Linked DNA regions of Callithrix jacchus: region 2 is linked to region 1. A link is a contact called in public Hi-C data. All regions are on one chromosome and are shown on one strand. The core of a region is the stretch at or near the end of the contact, and the rest is flanking DNA. Distances in the headings are between cores, read along the strand shown.

Evidence for each region. A called contact is a pair of places that touch in the nucleus more often than the background predicts.
Region 2: a contact with region 1 is called in a Hi-C map of induced pluripotent stem cells, with 3 times the contacts expected there. The contact joins two enhancer-like sites. A contact is called at or near these places in 3 of 3 Hi-C or Micro-C datasets (induced pluripotent stem cells and skeletal muscle).

The regions. Positions count from the first base shown.
Region 1 is chr2:113,929,989-113,935,152 of calJac240_pri, reverse strand. All of the region lies in intron 2 of CAST (calpastatin), which reads left to right. Among named protein-coding and RNA genes, the nearest start is that of CAST, 21 kb to the left of the region's middle. Within about 2 kb of position 1,307, at least 3 of the 16 cell types and tissues checked have an H3K27ac peak or open chromatin away from gene starts, as enhancers often do.
Region 2 is chr2:113,995,915-114,001,548 of calJac240_pri, reverse strand. No RefSeq gene overlaps it. Among named protein-coding and RNA genes, the nearest start is that of CAST, 45 kb to the right of the region's middle. Within about 2 kb of position 2,143, at least 3 of the 16 cell types and tissues checked have an H3K27ac peak or open chromatin away from gene starts, as enhancers often do.

The DNA of each region.
Region 1 (5,164 bases), core at 58-2,557:
ATGTGTCATGGCAAAGAGTCCTTATTAATTGTGGGGAGTTGATTGTGGCTGCACAAGCTCATGTCTCAGTGCCAAGAAAGGCCAAGCTGAAAAGCTGCACTGAGGCAGTCACCCCTGGCTCACCGGGAGATCCAGCCCCAAGTGGCCAGCACAGGCCCGTGCTGGGTGTCCGACTTGGGAGGCTAAACTGACTTCAGGAAGTTACAAGATCTTTCAAACTGTGGTTTCCCCATTTTTTTCATTTGAAATTTTTGTTTCATTGATTAGAGTATTTTCTAAGATTTTTTTCAGGGAGAGAGCACAGTGATGATTTTCTGAGTATGTGTGAATGTAAGAATGTTTTCTCTTTGGTGACAGACAAGAAAGTCAATCAATACAAAATTGTGCAACATTCTCGGGTCACAGTTTTGTTTCATCAAAATTCTATATCTATTGCTTCACGATTTTCTGGCTTTTTGTGCTACAGAGATGTCTGAGGCAGCCTAATTGGCTTACTTTTTAGGAAGCTTATTTTTCTAGCCTTGGTGCAAGATTTTATTTTTCTTTTGTTCTTACAATTTAAAAATACTGCCAGGGTGTCCCTATATATTAATGTGTTTTTCTTTATTAATTTGTCTTGGAATATCTGTTTAGTTATTTCTTCATTATTACTCTTATTTTAGTTTCCCTTGTTTCTTCTTAAACATATACATGCAATAGTTCCTCCTTATCAGCTGTTCCACTTTTCATGATTTCAGTTACCCATGGTACAATACAATGAGATATTTAGAGAGAGAGAGACCCCATCCACATAACTTTTATTATAGTATATTGCTATAATTGTTATATTTTATTATTGTTGTTGTTAGTCTCTTATGGTGCCTATTTTAGAAATTAAACTTTATTATAGGTATGTATGTATAGGAAAAACCATAGTGAATACAGGGTTCAGTACTATTCGCAGTTTCAGGTGTCCATGGGAGAATCTTAGAATATATCCCCTGCAAATAAGAGGGACTACTGTAATTCTGACATTAGACATTCACTAATCATCTGCCTCACCATTTTCTTTTGCTGACATTTACCCTTGCACTCTAGGAGAGTTTCTGAAGTTTGCCCCCCTCTATATATTTTATTTCTAAATTCTGCTCTTTGAAACTTCTAATACAGGTTTAAATTTTGGTTTCGGTTTTGGTTTCTCTGTGCCCGCCTCATATCCTCTCTTATCTCTTTGTCTCACTCCATTATCTTTCCATTTCAGTCTAAGGGACTGTGTTAACTTCTCTTTCCAGTCCACAAGGGGCATGGTTTCCCAGAGCCATACCTCCATCCACCTCCCCATCTGGGAACTTGAAGTTCTTTGTCTAACTTTCCTGCATGAGAGATGGGTAGAAAGTCTAGGTGAGCTTCCTTTGTTTAGAAAGCCTGCCGAAAGCTCTGAGGGAGGAGGCATTGATTGTGGGCCAGGCAACCAATCCAATATCAGAGTCAAAGATTAATGACTCCAGAGGAAGTTTGGAAGAACTCCTCTTACTGGACAAGAACTTGAATGGGGTGGGAGTAACTCCAGGGTTAAATTCCCCCTACTCCCTTACCTATATGGATTTCCCTCTCTGGATCCCCTCCCATGACAGCATGGGAGCTCTCTCTCTCTATTTCTTCTCTCTCTCTCTATTTCTTCTCTCTCTCTCTTTCTCTCTCTCTTTCTCTCTCTCTCTGCCTAATAAATAGCTTTCAGCAAACTCTCTGTGTCAGATACTTACTTGAACAAGCTCACCGCACCACCTCCCCCCATTCTTGGGTGAGTGAGGCCCAAGGACCTGGGAAAACACATCCAACTGGGGAACAGTGAGCATCTTTGGGACACCCCCACAACCCTGCTCCTGTCACCCAGTTAAAATTCTGTAGCTCTCTACTCCATTTCATGAAGTAATAACATCTTGTTTCCTATCAAAGATGCACACTTTTGTCTGAATTTTCTTCTTATTGTGTATCATTTTATGAGATTTTTTTCAGTCTTCAAGATGTTGGCACCCTCTTCCTTTCTGTGTTGGTTTTGAGAGGCAAAATTTCTTTCTAGTCACTCGTTTTTAAGGAGAGCTTGACCTACTTCTAGAGCTTGTCAGCTGTGATGAGCACACTGTCCTTAGCCCTTCTCTCCATGTCCAAGCTAGCTAAATCTCCTCAGAGCTACAGCTGTTGGGCAGGTGAATATGCACAATCCTGATAAAAATTCCCACTACCTAGTAGACTTTCATTCATTACAGAACATCTGCTGTATGAAATGAGATGCAGGGAAGAACTCCTTTCTTTAGCATGGACTGCTAATGGGACTCTTTACCTCCACCCCCAAGAAGGCAACTTTGTACGCACCTCCAGGTGCAGCATGCAACTGACACACCCTGCATACAACCCATCCTCCCGCGCCCTGCCCCACTCCACTCAACCCACCAGCTTTCTGCCTAGTTGGTTTCCAGGATTTGGAATCTTTGACTTGGGTTAGAAAGAGAGGCACTAATGGAGAATAAAGATAGGTTGCCTCATGAGGAGAACTCCTACCAAAGAAGTGTGACTGCTAGATTTTTCTAGATGGGTACATTTCTGCATGGAGTCTGAGCATTTAGGAGAGAGGGTGTCTTTCAGGGACGTTAGCTTGCTCTGTTTCAGATGCATGACACAAGTGGTTCCCCAATTGTGCTTTTCAATCTAGTTCCACTGGCTTTGATTGGGTTGGAGTTCCTGCCTAGATTTTGGCATTTCAGGGGCTTCCTTTGGTGTTTGGTACAGTTCTGCTGTCTTCTATGAGAAAATGAAAAAATAGAAACTTCTAGAGAGAAAATTTAATACCAGGAATTCTTGGAATTGGCCCATAATGACGGTGTTCAGCTTTTTGGATCAAGCTCCTCTATTCTCGTTTTCTTCAGGTGCAACCTGTGAAATGGCTTTTCACTTTAAACTCTGTTCTGTGTATCAGTTCAGCCCTTCATGAGTTTTAACAGAGGAGTGAGAGGATTATGAGTAGGAGATGATTAATCATCACAGGGCATTCAAATCGCCTCTTTTGGGGATTTCTCTGTGTAGTCCTGGTATATTTGTCTTCCTCTGTAATGCATCATGAAGTAATGTTGGTCACTGCTTGCTTTCCTATGGGCAAAACTTACTTACATAGATATTAGAATTATTTCTTATGTGGAACCTGTCAGATAGGTCTTCGTGAGTGCTGCATGAATTTAAGTTCAAAAGCTGCAATTAAAACTTCTGGCATTATATAGGCATTAAAACAATCTATTTTATGATACAAATTCAGGTTGAATTCTGAGAGAAATTTAGAAAATTTACAAAATTCAGGACAAAAGCTCTCTACTATTCTGAGACCACAGTGAGAGCATCCTCTTTCTCATTTGCTGTGAAAGCTTTGAAGAGCCACACTCATAACTCAGTTAACCTGCTATTGATCTGTGGTTTCTGTGGAAGCAGCACATGATACTTTCTGAGTATAGGGTTTAGAGTTCAATGCCTGGATTTAATTCCAAGCTCTGCTAATTCCTAACTGTGTCTTTAGGCAAGTTACTTTGCCTCACTAAGGGCACATTTCTTATCTGTAAAATGAGGATAATAATAGTTCTTAGATAAAAGTCAATGCGAAGATCAATGAGACCATCCATATGAAGTGCCTAGAATAGTGCCTGGAACAGATGAAGTGCTCTGTAAATCTTAGCTCCTGTTATTGTTATTATTATTATTATTGGTGTTACTTTATTATTATTATTATTATTAGGTCAGTAAAGAGAACTTTTTGGCAATAAAGGTGAGTCTCATATTGATGTTTACCAATGGGATGGGGAGAGGCTCAAATTCTTCGGTTGATTATATATTGCAGCACCTTTCCCATTGAAAAATGAGGGAAATTTGATAGTTTATTAACTTTAGTAGTGCTTTTGTTTTAAAACCAACTACCTGCAACATGCAGAAACATATGTCAATAGCTAGAATTAAAGACTTTTGCATTACTATTCTTTTTGTATGTTTGTTTTTGAGATGGAGTCTCACTTTGTTGCACAGGCTGAAGTGCAGTGGCGCAATCTTGGCTCACTGCAAACTCTGCCTCCTGGGTTCAAGTGGTTCTCCTGTCTTAGCCTCCCAAGTAGCTGGGACTACAGGTGTGTGCCACCATGCTCAGCTAATTTTTTTATTTTTATTTTTTTTAGTTTTTGGTAAAGACAGAGTTTCACCATGTTGCCCAGGCTGGTCTTAAACTCCTGACCTCAGGCAATCTGTCCTTCTTGGACTCCCAAAGTGCTGGGATTACAGGCATGAGCCACTGTACCAGACACTATGCATCACTATTAAATGAGCTGTTTTATCAGAAGCTAAGGATGTACTTTTTTAAAAGAATATGAGAATAATGTGCCTTCAAATTAAGAATCAGTGTTATACAAAATGTAGTATCATTGGATAGGGAATGGTAATAGAAAAACAACTGAGCAGTTTGCCTCTATAAGAGAATATATACATATATCAACATTATATGATACAACAATAATACACCCTTCATTATCTTATTTTAGATTTATGAATTGAATTACCTAAGATCTTAGATCCCACCAAATTGCTTCCAAAACATTATACTTTATTGTATGTGGAATGAGAATAAAATCTTAAGAAAATATTGATGGAATTGAATGGAAGTTCAGTTCACTTCAGCACCGATCATAAGCACTAGAAACCTGATGGACAGATGGATTAAATATTATTCCAAAAATACTGTGTTTAAAGATTTTTTTTATTCTTTAGACTTTCTTAGCTTTTCAAAAATAGTGGAATGACTGGTTCAAAAGAGACAGTAACCTGAAATCACACCCATAGCAAAATACCTGTCTTATCTCAGGACCAAATATATATGATTCTTGTCATAATGTCAGCATTATTTTTCCATATAACAAGATACATAATGGCTTGTAAATTATAAAAATAATTCATTTGTGAAAGCAAAACCTCATGGCAAATTGACATCACAAGTCTTTTATTTTCAAGTATCATTATTACAGAATACTTGGTAAATGTGTAGAGCATTGTATTTGTACCACAACAAATTTAAAACTCTGTTTCTCATTTGTCAGGACATGACATGAGATAATACAGTGATTATCAACTTTTTGTGTGCCTAAGCATCACCTGGGGATGG
Region 2 (5,634 bases), core at 894-3,393, 66 kb before region 1:
CACAATAGCAAAGTCATGGTGCCCACTAACGGTGGCTTAGATAAAGAATATGAGGTACTTAGACACCATGGAATACTATTGAGCCTTAAAAAGGAATGAAATCATGTCCTTTGCAGCAACATGGATGCAGCAGGAGGAGATTATCCTAAGTGGATTGACACAGAAACAGAAAGTCAAATACCACATATTCTCAATTATAAGTGACAGCTAAACATTGCATACATGTGGGCATAAGATGGGAACAGTAACAGTGGGGACTCCGAAAGGAGGAAGGAGGAAAGAGAGCAAGAGTTGAAAATCTACTTCCTGGGTACTATGTTCACTAACTGGGTGACGGGTTCAGCAGAAGCCCAGACCTCAGCATTTTACAACAGACCCACATAACAAACCTGCACACATACCCCCGAATCTAAAATTCAAAAAAGAACAACAGAGAAATATGTACTTGTATCCCTCAAATATTGAAAATACAGGTTTAAAGAAATAAAGTTTTAATCTGATCAAATGTATCAAAATCTTTTACTTTATAATTTTGGTTTACTGGCTTTTGTTAATACGCTCTTCCTCACACTGAGATTATGCAAAAATTCTTCTGCATTTTCTTCAAAATTATTTTAGTTCTGCTTTAGACCTTTAGATCTGTTATCAACTTGGTAACAATTTATCTTTGGGTATAATATAAAGAAGAGGTCTAAATACATATATGTACATACATACATACACACACATATATATGCATATATAAATATACAGTATATGAAATTTTTCTCAGTGGGTAACTAATTAATGTTTATCAGTTAGCCCATGCATTTTCTTTTGATTAGTAATGCCACCACTTCATGTATCAAATTTCCAAATATGTATGGGTCTCTTTCTGAATTCTCTGTTCTGTTCCACTGGTAAGTCATCCATCACTGTGCCAATAGCACACTGCCTGAACTACTGTAGTTTTATAGTAAGTCTAGATATTTGTTAGAGTGACCTTCCCATCTTCTTCTCTTTCCGAATTGTCTAAGCTATTCTTAGCTCTTTTCTTCCATTCAAATTTTGAAATAAGCTTGTCAAGTTCAGCAATAAAAACCCAGTTGAGGTTATAATTTGAATTGCATTAGAATAGATGGATTGGAAGATGGTTGACAGTTTTCTTCCTATCCTTGAACATGGTTTCGTCTCTTCTTTCATTTAGGTATTCTCAAATGTCTTTCAATGAAATTTCATACTTTTTTTCATATTTGCACATTCTTTGTTAGATTTAACACTAGGTACTTTATATTTTGTAATACTATTTATGCTATCTATTTTTTCCATTTAAGTCTTCACAACCCTATGAGTTAGATATTTTCATGTTTATTTTCTAGCTAACGAAACTAAGGTCCAGAAAGATTAAGTAACTCACCACATTATCAGTAGTCAGTGATGGGGATGGGATGCAAAACAAGTTCTATCTGACCCCAAATTCTGTGTTCTTAACCTCCAGTTCATACTGTGTCTTATAATGACTGTCTTCAATGACAGCATTTTTAAATGAAACAACTTAAGGGTATTCAAAGACACAGAACAAGAGCAACAGTATTAACTACCTAGCTCCCTGGAGAAAACGTCAAGAACAGCACCCCAAATTTTATTCTCTATACAAATAACCTGGGACTTCTATTACAATGTACATCTTAAGCCTATACGTCTGGGGTGGAGCCTGCAAATATTTAGGTATTCCCAAATGTCTTTCGATGAAATTATATACTTTTAAAAATAATTGCACATCTTTTGTTAGATTTAATACTGGGTGCCTTATACTGATTTGTTTTGTTTTTTAAATTGTCGTTCATTTATCTACATTGTGAGGTTGGATATCCTCACAGCCCTGTGAGTTAGATATTTATGTCTATTTTGTAACTAAGAAATCTAAGGTACAAAGTAACTAGTAGCATATCATCAGCAGTGAGTGATCAATAATACCAATGCTGCGGGTCTAAGGAACTTCCTTCCAGAACCACCTCTACGCTACAGTGAAGAACATGATTAAATGTGAGAACTCCACCAGATGGCAGCAGAAGCTCATCATTATGTCTCAAATGATTCCATTTCCCTCTGGGTGGAGTGTTAGCTGTTGGCAGATGCCTGACTTGTTAGGTTATTGCAGGGAAATGAATCTGAATCACGGCCCTTCACTACTGCTGCTGTGTGCAATCTTACCTACTACAGCGCCTCAGTGTTGACAAGGGATTTTCAGCAAAAGCATCCAGCCGGTACACGCCCACGAGCTTCTCCCAAAAACCTTATGGCAGGAAGCTTATAAATGAGAATGAAAACTTTTCTATGGGTTACTTTTTCATCATAGTGAGTTCAATTTAGGCACTTAACCAAGAAAAGGAGAAGTGATTTGAAATGTTTGGCAGGGGATTAGAAGAGGAAATGATTCATTCACTGTGGGGAACGGGAAACTATTCAGGCAGATAAACCTGAAACAAGAGTCCAAAGATTCAGGGGAAATCCAAGAATAATGCCAGGGTCCCCACCTTTATCCAAAGCCTAGGCCCAGCCTGTGTCCAGGGGTGCCAGATTACCCCTCTTCCTCAGTGCTTTTTTGAAACTGAATATATATACACAATATATTACATATATATAATTACATATATTTACATACATAATTTAAATACACATTTTATTCAAATACAAATTATAAAGATATACATATATTATTTTTGAATTGTGAAAATGAATCCATCATCTCTTACTGCTCCCACACTAAGCTTGGTAAAGTGAAGCACCCCTCACTAAGAAGGCTAATAAGTTAGTTATATTCTCTTGCCTTTTAGTTACTCAAAGGAAATAACTTGGGCACTGGGGAGCCTCAGCATTGCCTTCAGTGAGCCGTGAGTAGGCTAAAGTATAGGCAGCCCCCAACTTTCAATAGTTCGACTTACGATATTTGAACTTTACGACGGTGCAGAAGCAGTGATATGCATTCAGTAGAAGCTGTACTTGGAGTACCCATACGACAATTCTGTTTTTCAATTTCAGTACAATATTCAATAAATTACATAAGATATTCAGCACTTTATTATAAAACAGGCTTTGTGTTAGGTGATCTGCCCAGCCATAGCGGAATGTAATTGTCTGAGCATATTTAAGGTAGGCTAGGCTAAACTATGTTGTTCAGTAGCTTCATGTATTAGGTACATTTTTGACTTACAATATTTTCAATTTCCAGTAAGTTTATAAAAACATAACCCCATTGAAAGTCAAAGAGCATCTGTACGGGATGGCATTTGGCAGTCCCTGGGTAGGTCCTCCTCTCCCCTTATCTGCCGTTGACTCAGCAGCACTGTCTGTGCTGCACAGGGCTGTCTCCCAGAGTGTGCTAACATAGTTCAGTCTATCAGATTGCTTTGTTAATGTGCCAATGGCAACAGGGAGAATGAAACAGACAAGGGTTGTGTGGGCTTCCCTTGGCTGGGACTCACAGTGAAAGAGTATTTAACCTGCTCCACCACTCCAGACCCCAGACAGAGGTCAGGGAACCTAAGAGCGACCAAGTAGAGGAGTGTGGTAATGAGTAGAAAATCAGGAGATTAGCAGAAGTCCTTTTGTAATGGTTCCTGCTTCAAGCATTTGCTGGGAAAGAGTGGGGCAGAGAACAGGTCCATGCCACTGAGATTCAGTGACTCACACTAACGTGAGTGTAAATGTTTTTGTATTAGGGTTCTCTTGAGGGGCAGAACTAACAGGATAAATATATATTACAGTTTATTAAGGAGTATTAACACGATCACAAGGTCCCACAATAGGCTCTCTGCAAGCTGAGGAGCAGGGAAGCCAGTTCGAGTCCCAAAACTGAAAAACTGGGAGGCCAATGTTTCAGGGCATTAAGCATCCAGCACGGAGGAAAGATGTAGGCTGGGAGACTAGGCCAGTCTAGTCTTTCCACGTTTTTCTGCCTGCTTTATATTCGGGCCACACTGGCAGCTGATTAGATGGAGCTCACCCAGATTAAGGGTAGATCTGCCTTTCCCAGCCCACTGATTCAAACATTAATCTCTTTTGGCAACACCTTCACAGATACACCCAGATCAATACTTTGCATCTTTCAATCCAATCAAGTTTACACTCAGTATCAACCATCACAGTTCACATCTCAGGACCGAAGTGTTAAATCTTCATCTGAACCTCTAGAAGATGTTCATCTAAGCCTGGAAGTGATGCTCTGTAAGGCAGCATTATGAGAGAGCCCCTCCTGTAACCTTCTCTAGCCTGTGAGGTCCTACTGAAGAGTCAGACACAGAAAGCAACCAGTTAGATTCCTCCTGACAGGAAGCCTCTAGAGGTCAGGAATTTCAGCCTCAGGTATGACAACCGTTCACTTTGGTACCTGTCATATTGATGCAGCACAAACTGTGTTGCTAATCGACTTGCATGTATCATCACATTTCATCCTCGCTAAGATTCTCTGAGGTAGGTACTGGTACCACCTTCACTTTACAGAGAAGAGAACAGCAGCTTAGGGGGTCAGGCTACTTTTCCAAAATCATGTGGCTACAGGATATGGAGCTGGGGTATGAACTTAAAACTGAGGTCTGGGGTCCAGTGTGTGGGCTCTTAGACGCTAAGCTGTACATACATATATACACACACACCAGAAATAAGGAACCAAGCATCTAGAGATAAGCCACTGGCCAAGATTATCCAAAAATTCTTGGCAGTGGGCTTTGGACCCCAGGACTCTTTTCTCTGCATCTGAAGCCTCCAGTTCTCTCATGGCAGGGCAGGGCATGGTGCCCCGGGTTTTCAGCCACACTTCCCTGATGCTGCCTTGAAAGCCACACCTTTCTTATGTCTCTGTCTTAATCCGTTGACGCATCAAGCCCATGGCTTGAATCATAGGCTAACACACTGGGACAGGTTGCTACTGTGAATCACTTTACAAAACAAAGACACCTTTTATTTAAAAAAAAAAACAAAACTCCAAGCTGATTTTTTGTTCATTCTACACCAGTGATTCTCAAGTATCTCTAGTTCACTGACTGCTCTGAGAATGTAGTGAAAGCTACAGGTACTTGCCCTATGAAAGAGCACACACATTCATAAGTTTAGGTAGGGTTCATTTATCCCACAGAGTCCTATCTAGAAACCTCAGGTTGGGAACCTGAAATAGATAGTGATTATTTGGGTATATTCAAATTGGAAAACACCTACGAAATGTCATCGGCATCATTTGCTAAGGGACAAGCTAAGAAAGAAAGGGACAGAGCTTGGACATTATTCATCTGAAGTTTGCACCTTTTAATCTTTAGGTAGGTATCAATAATGGCGTTTTCAAAACTCTTAGGAAAAAGGATTTTTACTGGAAACATGTAGAGGTTATTCTAATTGTTTAAGCAGTTCTATCTTGTGTCTTAAGGAGGGAGGGGGATTTGGAGATTATTTCAGCTGGAAAGAATAGCATTTGCATAGCTGGATAGAGCCCAGGGGTCTGCCCCACATAGGACAAGGCTCTGCTGTCTACACAGAACAAGGATCTTCTGGGGGTGTTAACTGAGTGGGGCCAGAGGCAGGAGCTTGGCTTCGAATAGGAAGAAAGAAACTTTAGTTCATCCATGCAGTCCTGCAGAGCTCACTGCAGAGAGAACAGATTTT